Regions from separate parts of the Danio rerio genome. Here region 1 is linked to region 2. A link is a contact called in public Micro-C data. All regions are on one chromosome and are shown on one strand. Each heading gives the region's core, a stretch centred on a gene start, on an enhancer-like site or on the middle of the called end of the contact. The rest is flanking DNA. Distances are from core to core; before and after follow the strand shown. Region 1 holds the start of aste1b (asteroid homolog 1b). Region 2 has its middle 34 kb from the start of ptpn23b.

What was found. Hi-C and Micro-C count contacts between places; a contact is called where the count stands out from the background.
Region 1: a contact with region 2 is called in a Micro-C map of caudal fin, with 5 times the contacts expected there. The contact joins the promoter of aste1b here to the enhancer-like site in region 2. A contact is called at or near these places in 2 of 18 Hi-C or Micro-C datasets (caudal fin and embryo).

Annotation. Positions count from the first base shown.
Region 1 is chr19:21,655,780-21,660,112 of GRCz12tu, forward strand. aste1b (asteroid homolog 1b) reads left to right here and starts at 2,187. Exons shown (of 4, transcript XM_073931643.1): 1 at 2,187-2,239; 2 at 4,045-4,333. The coding sequence starts at 4,060.
Region 2 is chr19:21,531,384-21,535,444 of GRCz12tu, forward strand. It overlaps a transcript of ptpn23b not described here and a transcript of cspg5b not described here. Among named protein-coding and RNA genes, the nearest start is that of ptpn23b, 34 kb to the left of the region's middle. Within about 2 kb of position 1,953, at least 3 of the 62 cell types and tissues checked have an H3K27ac peak or open chromatin away from gene starts, as enhancers often do.

The DNA.
Region 1 (4,333 bases), core at 937-3,436, 120 kb after region 2:
TTGCAGGGCAAAGTTTTGAGATTAAGTTGATGTAAAAAAATTTGCATAGTTCAACGAATTACATGCGAAGTTCAAATATTTTGTTACTGTACTTAAGTACATTTTTCTGGTATCAGTACTTTACTCCACTACTTATTTTTTGACAACTTTTTACTTTTACTTTTTACATTTTTACACAAATATCTATACTTTCTACTCCTTATATTTGTATAACCACTGTCGTTACTTTCGTTTTCATGTGTTTGGTGGCGCGATCTATATTATTTCCTATCATTGCGCAATAATATGAGCGCCTTTTTGATGCAAGCATTGTGCGTCTGCGTGCTACAGTGCACAGCTATCACGCACCGTATGTGGGCTAGTTTATGAAGATTATTATGAGAAAGGCTCAATAACTACGCAGATGTGAGAGACAAAGTCAACGAATTTAACATGATTGATGCTGCCCTGTTTAGAGAATAAAAAGTAGGGCCAGACGGAATCTGCGGACATTTTTTGCTATTTCTGCAGAGAATTTTAGTAAAAATCTGTGAATTTCTGTGGAATTATTTTGGGAGTATCAAACCTAAAACATTAATATGTGAAATAAAAAATAATACATTTTAACTGTAATAATATATTAAAATATTGTAATAATATATTAAAATAATATATTTTAATGTTTAAAATGCAAATTCAATTATAGTCACTTTATTTAGTAAACAAAGTAAGTTTCATATAATATCTCTACTAAAAGAAAGAAAATATTATTTTACAAACTGCATTGTACATAAATCAGATGAACATTTACATATTAGTCAATAATATTACTGTAGTTAATTTAAAAACTGAATGAACCTAGATTTACTCAAGTAAATAAACAGAATAAATAATGGCCTAGAAATCTGGGGAATTCTGCAGAAAGTCTGCGGAATTCTGCGCGCGCAGATTCTGCGTGGGTCTAGACACCTTTTGCTCGATTGGATCACAGGTAAACAAGAGAGACACATTCCAGTTCAAAAACATGCCGTTTAAATGTTTAAGCCTTTTGTCCTTGTGGTTTTTTGTAAAGATTTGTGCATTTATTAATTAAACAATCAAACACTTTAGAAAAAATTTACTCGTTGCAGTTTATTTCCTTTATTTCTGGGTGTATATTAGAGCTGCTCTTTGAAGAAATAAGCAGCTTTAGCCTAATGCAAAAAAAAAGTTTGCAGTCAAATTTGATAAGAATTTATTTTAGCAAAAGAAAAAAAATTCATTATATTTTAGACAGAATTCAGTGTTAAATGTAAGACATTTATAAACATAGTACAGGTCTACAGAATTATTTTTTGTGTATCAACGTGAATGGCAGCTGATGCTTTTGATCTAACAGCAGAAAACTAAATTCTAAATGCAGGGAGTTTGCGTTAGGGTGATCATACAAGGGCCGCGTTTTTAAGCAATGTTGTTAGGCTATTTTGCAGAGTTTGATGCTGCTTGGCTACTTTCATAAATTTGGCAACAAACATAAAATTGGAGTCAGTTTTATATGTATCAATAGGATGTGTGGACTAGTTCCTCCCTATTCTCACTCATATCCTTTAGCTTTGTCCCTGATTTATCAGAGGTCGCCACAGCAGAATGAACCGCCAATTATTCCAGCATATTATTCACAGTGGATACCCTTCCAGCTGCAACCGAGTACTGGTTAACACCCATACACACTCACATTTACACACACACACACTTATACACTACTGCCAATTTAGTTTACTTTTGTACATTTTTGAGGTTGTACTTCTTTACTTGTCAGTAGCCTACTTCTACTTTTAACAGAGTCGTTTTAAACGTGAATATCTGTACTTTAAGTAAAGGATGTGTGTTCTTTTGCCATCTCTGCTTCTATTTTAAGAAAAAAAAAATACTATGAAAGTCGATGGTTACAGGTTTCCAGCTTGTTCAAAAAATATAATCTTTTGTTTTTAACAAAAGAAAGAATCTCACATTTAAAAAAGCAGGTAAGGGATTGAGTAAATGATGACAGAATATTCTTTTGGGGGGTGAACTATCCCTTTAATCGAAATTGTTTTGACACTGCACAGCGGGACGACAGCGCCATCTTTCTTTCAGTTGTTTGTATTCGTCGCTGGCGGCGGTTTTCATAGAGGGCGCTGATGGGCTGGAAAAAACCCGTCACACCCAAAAACACGCGAGGCAGACTCAGTACAGGAAGCACGGTGTGCTTTAAGATATCTGCACACTGGTGAATAAACAAGTAAGAGATATTTGTCTAAACGCTGTTAATATTTTTTAAATAGAGAAGAAACTGTGAATGTTGCACTGGTGCTTGTTTTATAAAATGGATTGCAGCAATGTATAAAATTTGTACATGTCGGAAAAAATAGCTATTTAAAATACATTTTAGTAAACATGCTATTTGGAAAGATATATATTGTTTTATAGTATAAACTTTTTAGTAAATTGCAGTGAAATACATGTACATCTATCTGTGTGTCAACGTGTCTTTGCCTTACAATGTGAATTGGTCTAAAGTACAATATAGTCTTACAATGTAAATTGTACATTTATTTACTTTATGCACATTTTAATGATTTTTCCACTCTTCTTATCCATCTTTGCCATACTTATGTTATTTTAATTCAGGTTAGTAGCGTTGTGTTTGCATTCTGCAACAGTGGGGAATGAAGAAAAAATGACAGTCAGTGAAGTCTTTGAAATTCTAACTGAAGTATATCAAGTGGTGGAAAGAGTACTGAAAAATCATACTTAAGTAAAAGTACAATTTCTTCTTCAAAATGTAGTCCTAGTAGTATATAAGTATCTGTTGTAAATAATACTCAAATTATGAGCAAAAAGTAGACCTTTCAAAAGTACTCAGTAGGCACACGTTCTAAGACCCTAATATTGGGTTAGACTTACAGTTGAAGTCAAAATTATTAGCTCCCCTGTTTATTTTTTTCCCCAATTTCTGTTTAACGGAGAGAAGATTTTTTTCCAACACATTTGTAAACATAATATTTTTAATAACTTATCTCTAGTAACTGATTTATTTTATCTTTGCCATGATGACAGTAAACAATATTTTACTTGATATTTCTCAAGACACTTCTGTACAGCTTTTTTAGCGAGGCTAATAATTCTAACTTCAACTGAAGGTTGTAATGTCAGGTGACCAAAATTCAATGTCTAGCTAGCATCTAAGGACAATGATTTTTTAATGTATAAATAACAACGTCAAATGACGTTGACATTTGGTTGATTTTAGCTTGTGTTAGAAAGTGACCAAAATCCATTGTCAAACCAATATCTTAAACCAATGTCATATTGACGTCAAATACTGACGCCATATTATTCGTCAGGTATGGCAGCTAAAATCCAACATATGATAGACATCATAGTGGTAACATCCTCACAATGTCAAGCTGTAACATCATTAGACATTGATATTTTGTTGATTTTAGGTTGAGCGTTTTCTTATCCCCATAGACAAGAAAAAATAGTGACTGCAGGTTGAAGGAAAGTAGCGGAGTAAAAGTACCAATACAGCACTAAAATGTACTTAAGGGAAAGTAAAAGTACACATTTTTAAAACTGCTTAGTAAATTACAATTGCTCATAGAGACATTTTTTTCTATCTGGTAAGAGAAATAACATTTGAAACCACATTATCATAGATGAAAGGTAAATAAAACTACTACAAATGCAAGTAATTTAAGTCATTCAATCTTTAATTTTTTTCCGGCTTCGTCTAGTCCCTTTATAAATCTCGAACCAGCAACCTTTTTGCTGTGAGGCGATTGTGCCACCCACCGTGCCACAGTGCTGCCCCCAGTAATATAAGTATAGTATGATAAAAAAGAAATAAGTAACATAATAAAAACCTATTATTTTAGCTGAATTAAAAAAACATTACTGATGTAAGGACTTTCTTGAAGCATTCAATGAGGAATGTTGTAAATGTAACTTTCCCTTTCTGTTGGTGTAGCACATTTACCTCAAAAACAAGCATTGTTTTGCATTCCTCATGATTGATGACATTTTTGTCTTTTTTTCTTACAGCATTACTGTGGCATCATGGGGGTTCACGGACTTACAAGTTTTGTGGAAGGAAATCATCAGTTTTTAACAGAAATGAGACTACGAGACTGCCGCCTTGTAATAGATGGGTGTAGTTTGTATTTTCAATTGTATTTCAAATCGGGATTGGATCAAGCACGAGGTGGAGACTACGACTTGTTTGCGGTGTTGGTTCGACAGTTCTTTGCTGCACTCTCAGAATGTGCTGTGCAGCCTTACGTGGTGGTGGATGGCGGAATGGATCAGACAGACAAGAAGTTCAAGACACTGC
Region 2 (4,061 bases), core at 703-3,202:
ATTCGGTCCTGGAGGGCCGATTTCCTGGAGAGTTTAGCTCCAACCCTAATCAAACACACCTGAACCAGCTAATCAAGGTCTTACTAGATATACTAGAACAGTGGTGTCCAAACTTGATTCTGGAGGGCCAGAGTCCTGCATAGTTTAACTCTTAACTAGCCTGGAAGTTTTAGTGTACCGAGAAAAAGCTTGATTAGCTGGTTTAATTCATTCATTCAATTCATTCATAATTTCATTGGGGTTAGAACTAAAATATGCAGGATAACGGTCCTCCAAGACCACCTCTGATTTAATGTATCTGTTTGGATCATAGACTGTAAAAGATATGGACATTGTATCCCTTATGTCATCCATAGGTAGGCCCAACCGGAATCTGCCCGCGCAGAATTCTGCAGATATTTTCACAGATTTTTAGCTCATCATTAATTATTTTTATTTACTTGAGTAAATGTGTGTAAATTTATGTTTATTCAGTTTTTTTTAATTAATTTCAGTAATATTATTGGCTAATGTGAAAATGTTTGTACAGTAATATTTTCTGTCTTTTGCTAGATATATTATATGACAAACTTGTTTTATTTACCAAATAAAGTGAATCTAATTGGATTTGGATTTTAAACATTTAATACATGTTAAACAGATATTATTTTTTATTTTACATATTAAAGTTTTAGTTATGATACTCCCAAAATAATTCCACAGAAATCCGCAGACTTTTACCAAAATTCTCTGCAGTGATAGCAAAAACGTCCCCAGATTCCATGTGGCCCTGCCCATAGGTTTCTGAAAAACGCAAAAGAAGCTACAAGTAGGCATGGCTAACTGTCGCTATTTTGTTCACGCATCATTTCACTGACTAGGATACTAAACTAGAGGCGGAGCGTGAGTGGAGCTACAGAAATCTGCTAGCATTTTGCTTAAATGGGCTTTTCTTTGGGAGAAATGCTCAATACTTCATTACCTGCGACTTATTTGTGTTCTGACCTCATGTGCTTGGTTGTACACTATATCAATAAAGTGTTTAGACTTTTAAAAACACTGTTGTAAAACACTGAGCCTCTAGGAATTGTTCTTATGAAATGCAAATTACTTTAAAACACATAATATAGTTAAATATAGTGTTAGTAAATGCAAGGCTATTTTAGAAATCCAGGCACAAAACATGCCTGATGATGTTTCAGATGACTGTTTTAGAGCCTATACAGCTAATCAATTTGTCGGATTCTGGAGTGCATTCAAGGTGTAAAGAAAAACATAAATGATAAATGATTTTAAATAAAACAAATTAATTTATAGAGATGTAGCTATATAAGTATATAATTTTACTCACCTGGGAAATAAAGGCCACGTCAATGGTTTGTAAGCACAATTAAGTATGCCATATCATCTGATAATTGCAAGAATAATTCCAAAAGGGAATTGACTGTGTAAAGTCACAGAACAAAACAAAAATATGATGTATATTCCGAGCTCAGCTGCTAATCAGCCGGAATAAGCTGAGGTGAAGTGACAGCAACCAGCGAGACCTAGCTGTCACTCAAGTGGCCACACGCTTAATTATGCAGACTTAATATAACTTATAAATTAAACAGATGAGTTATATATATATAAAAATCACCCTCAGTTGTAATGAAGGGTACAATTAGCTATTTAAACCAAAATCGTTCTTTGTACCAAGCTATAAACACTTTTTTTCTGCTTTAAAAGTTGGCCATTTTAACAGTGGTGTCAATAGAAATTTGCTCTATATGGAGCCAGGACTAGGGGAATTTCGATGAATTGTAGTTTTAGTTACTTCCGCATTTCTCCACGAGGGAGAGCGGGAGGTTGCCGATTGGTTTGGACCCTTTTTAGATACAGATGTGTTTCTTTTGAAAAGGTCCACCACCCCAATAACAGCTTGTGTAATTTGCTCAGAGAGTTTTGAAAGCACCACTGACTTACCATGGCCACATGATGGCACTGTCTGCTTGTGTTCGTGTGGTTAAGAGTTTGTCAGTGGGTGTCTGTGTTCATAGCCTACTGGATCTGTCTAGATGAAATCAGTAAGCTTCGTTAGCTTCAGGCACAAAGAAAAAACCACACACAGATCCAGCTTTTAATAAACTGGGTGCTCATATTGTCATATTCACTCTAACCTATTTGGAGAGACATATTTTTTTTTTCTCAAAACATACATACTCTTTAAACTGTACTAATAAACCGGTCAGAGAAACAGCTAGGGTCTAGAATAAGGTCACATAGTTGACATGCGTAATGGTGACTGCCTGGAATCTATTATTGAACACGGTATCGATTAATCACTCTGCATGTAAACATGAAAATGGCTAACACAGAACACAGGCTCAGTGTACTTGTTGCTAATATTTTTGTCTTGGTAGTGATTTCAAGAGCAATTTTACTCTTTTATTTCAGCAGTCTGTGCATGCAGTTCTTTGACTTGCTTTGATGGAGTGAACGCTGAGAGAGCAACTGACCTACTTTTTCTTTGTAAGATGCTTTTGGCTTGAGCAGAATTGCACACTGAAGTGTTTTGTAGAGAATGGTTGTAGTTTAGGTGCTACAGTAAATCTATCACTTGTAACATGTACATTATTAACATTGAGAGATTTTAATATACAATGTAGTTTTTAATTTGCCAACATTAAGACAAATTTTTAATCAAATTTGCATACAGTGTGATATAAAAGTGTGCATAAAGTAGCAACCTAAAGTGATAATAATGAGCTTATTTTTAATTGGATAAATGGATTGCCTTTTGTCCAAGGAACTGATAAACAAGTCACATCTAAACAATTCTAAAGTTCTTTATTTTCAGTGAAAGTATTAATCTAACAATAAAATCACACAAAAAGCACCTTGTTAATAATAATAGTTATCAAGTTTGTCCTGAATGTTTACAGGTTTCATCATTTCTGTGAATGCATGTGGGAATAAGAATGAGCTATTTGACAAAATACAACATTAAACATGGCACCAAACACACATGACGCATATCCAAATAAACAGATCTTCTGCCATACACAACTTCAACATTTATGATCTGTTAACCTTGAAAAGTTGAGTTTACCCCAAAACAGTTATTTCATTCATTTACTCACTCTTATGTCTTCACAAACCAATAAGGAATTTGTTCACCTTTATTAGAGGTCCAAGCACCAACGGTGACGGAATCCTATTGAAGATTTTCTTCTTACTATTTATATTTCTGCCCTAATAGTGTCTGGCATTCAGAAATTAGTTCAAAAAGCATTTACCAAGTTTTCATATTGCGAACCAGTTAAAATGAAGTCAATGCGTAAAGCGGAGATTGATTCCTTTCTCATGGACATTGCTAATCCCACTCCCTTCTCTTTTGCTCATCTTTACTGTCATATTCACTGTCCTTTTTCTGTTGTAAAATGTATTTATTTATTTTCTTTTGGCTTAGTCTCTATTTCAGATGTTGCCACAGCAGAATGAACTTCCAACTATTAAGACAAATGTTTTGCGCAGCAGATGCCGTTCCAGCTACCCCACCCCTAACCCTACCAGTCACGGTGACGTCACCCACTTCATGGAGTGCATTGTGTCTCAGCTTGCATCATAAAGGCTTCATCCAAATACTATTGAAATTGTTCGTAGTGAGTTAGAGTGTATGGATGTTTCCCTGTGATGGGTTGCAGCTGGAAAGGCATTCGCTGCGTAACACATATGCTGGATAAGTTGGCGGTTCATTCCCCTGTGGAGACCCCAGATTAAAATAGGGACTAAGCCAAAAAGAAAATAAATGAATAGAAAGCTAATACATTTATAATGGTTTATGGTAGCAAAAAAATATCAGCCAAAACTTTCACTGTTGACGCCAAATATAAGCATTAAAAAGACGTGTGCATCATTCTAGAAATTGTAATCAACTTGCATGAATTGATCACATTTTATCAAATGTATAAAGTAAACAGACTTTATACATTACTATTGCTGTGTATGAAGTAGAGGGGATGGTTAATCTTTTCAAAACATAGCCTTTTCACCCTTCACCCTTGTGTGTTACTCCGCCCACATACAGCGACAAATAGATG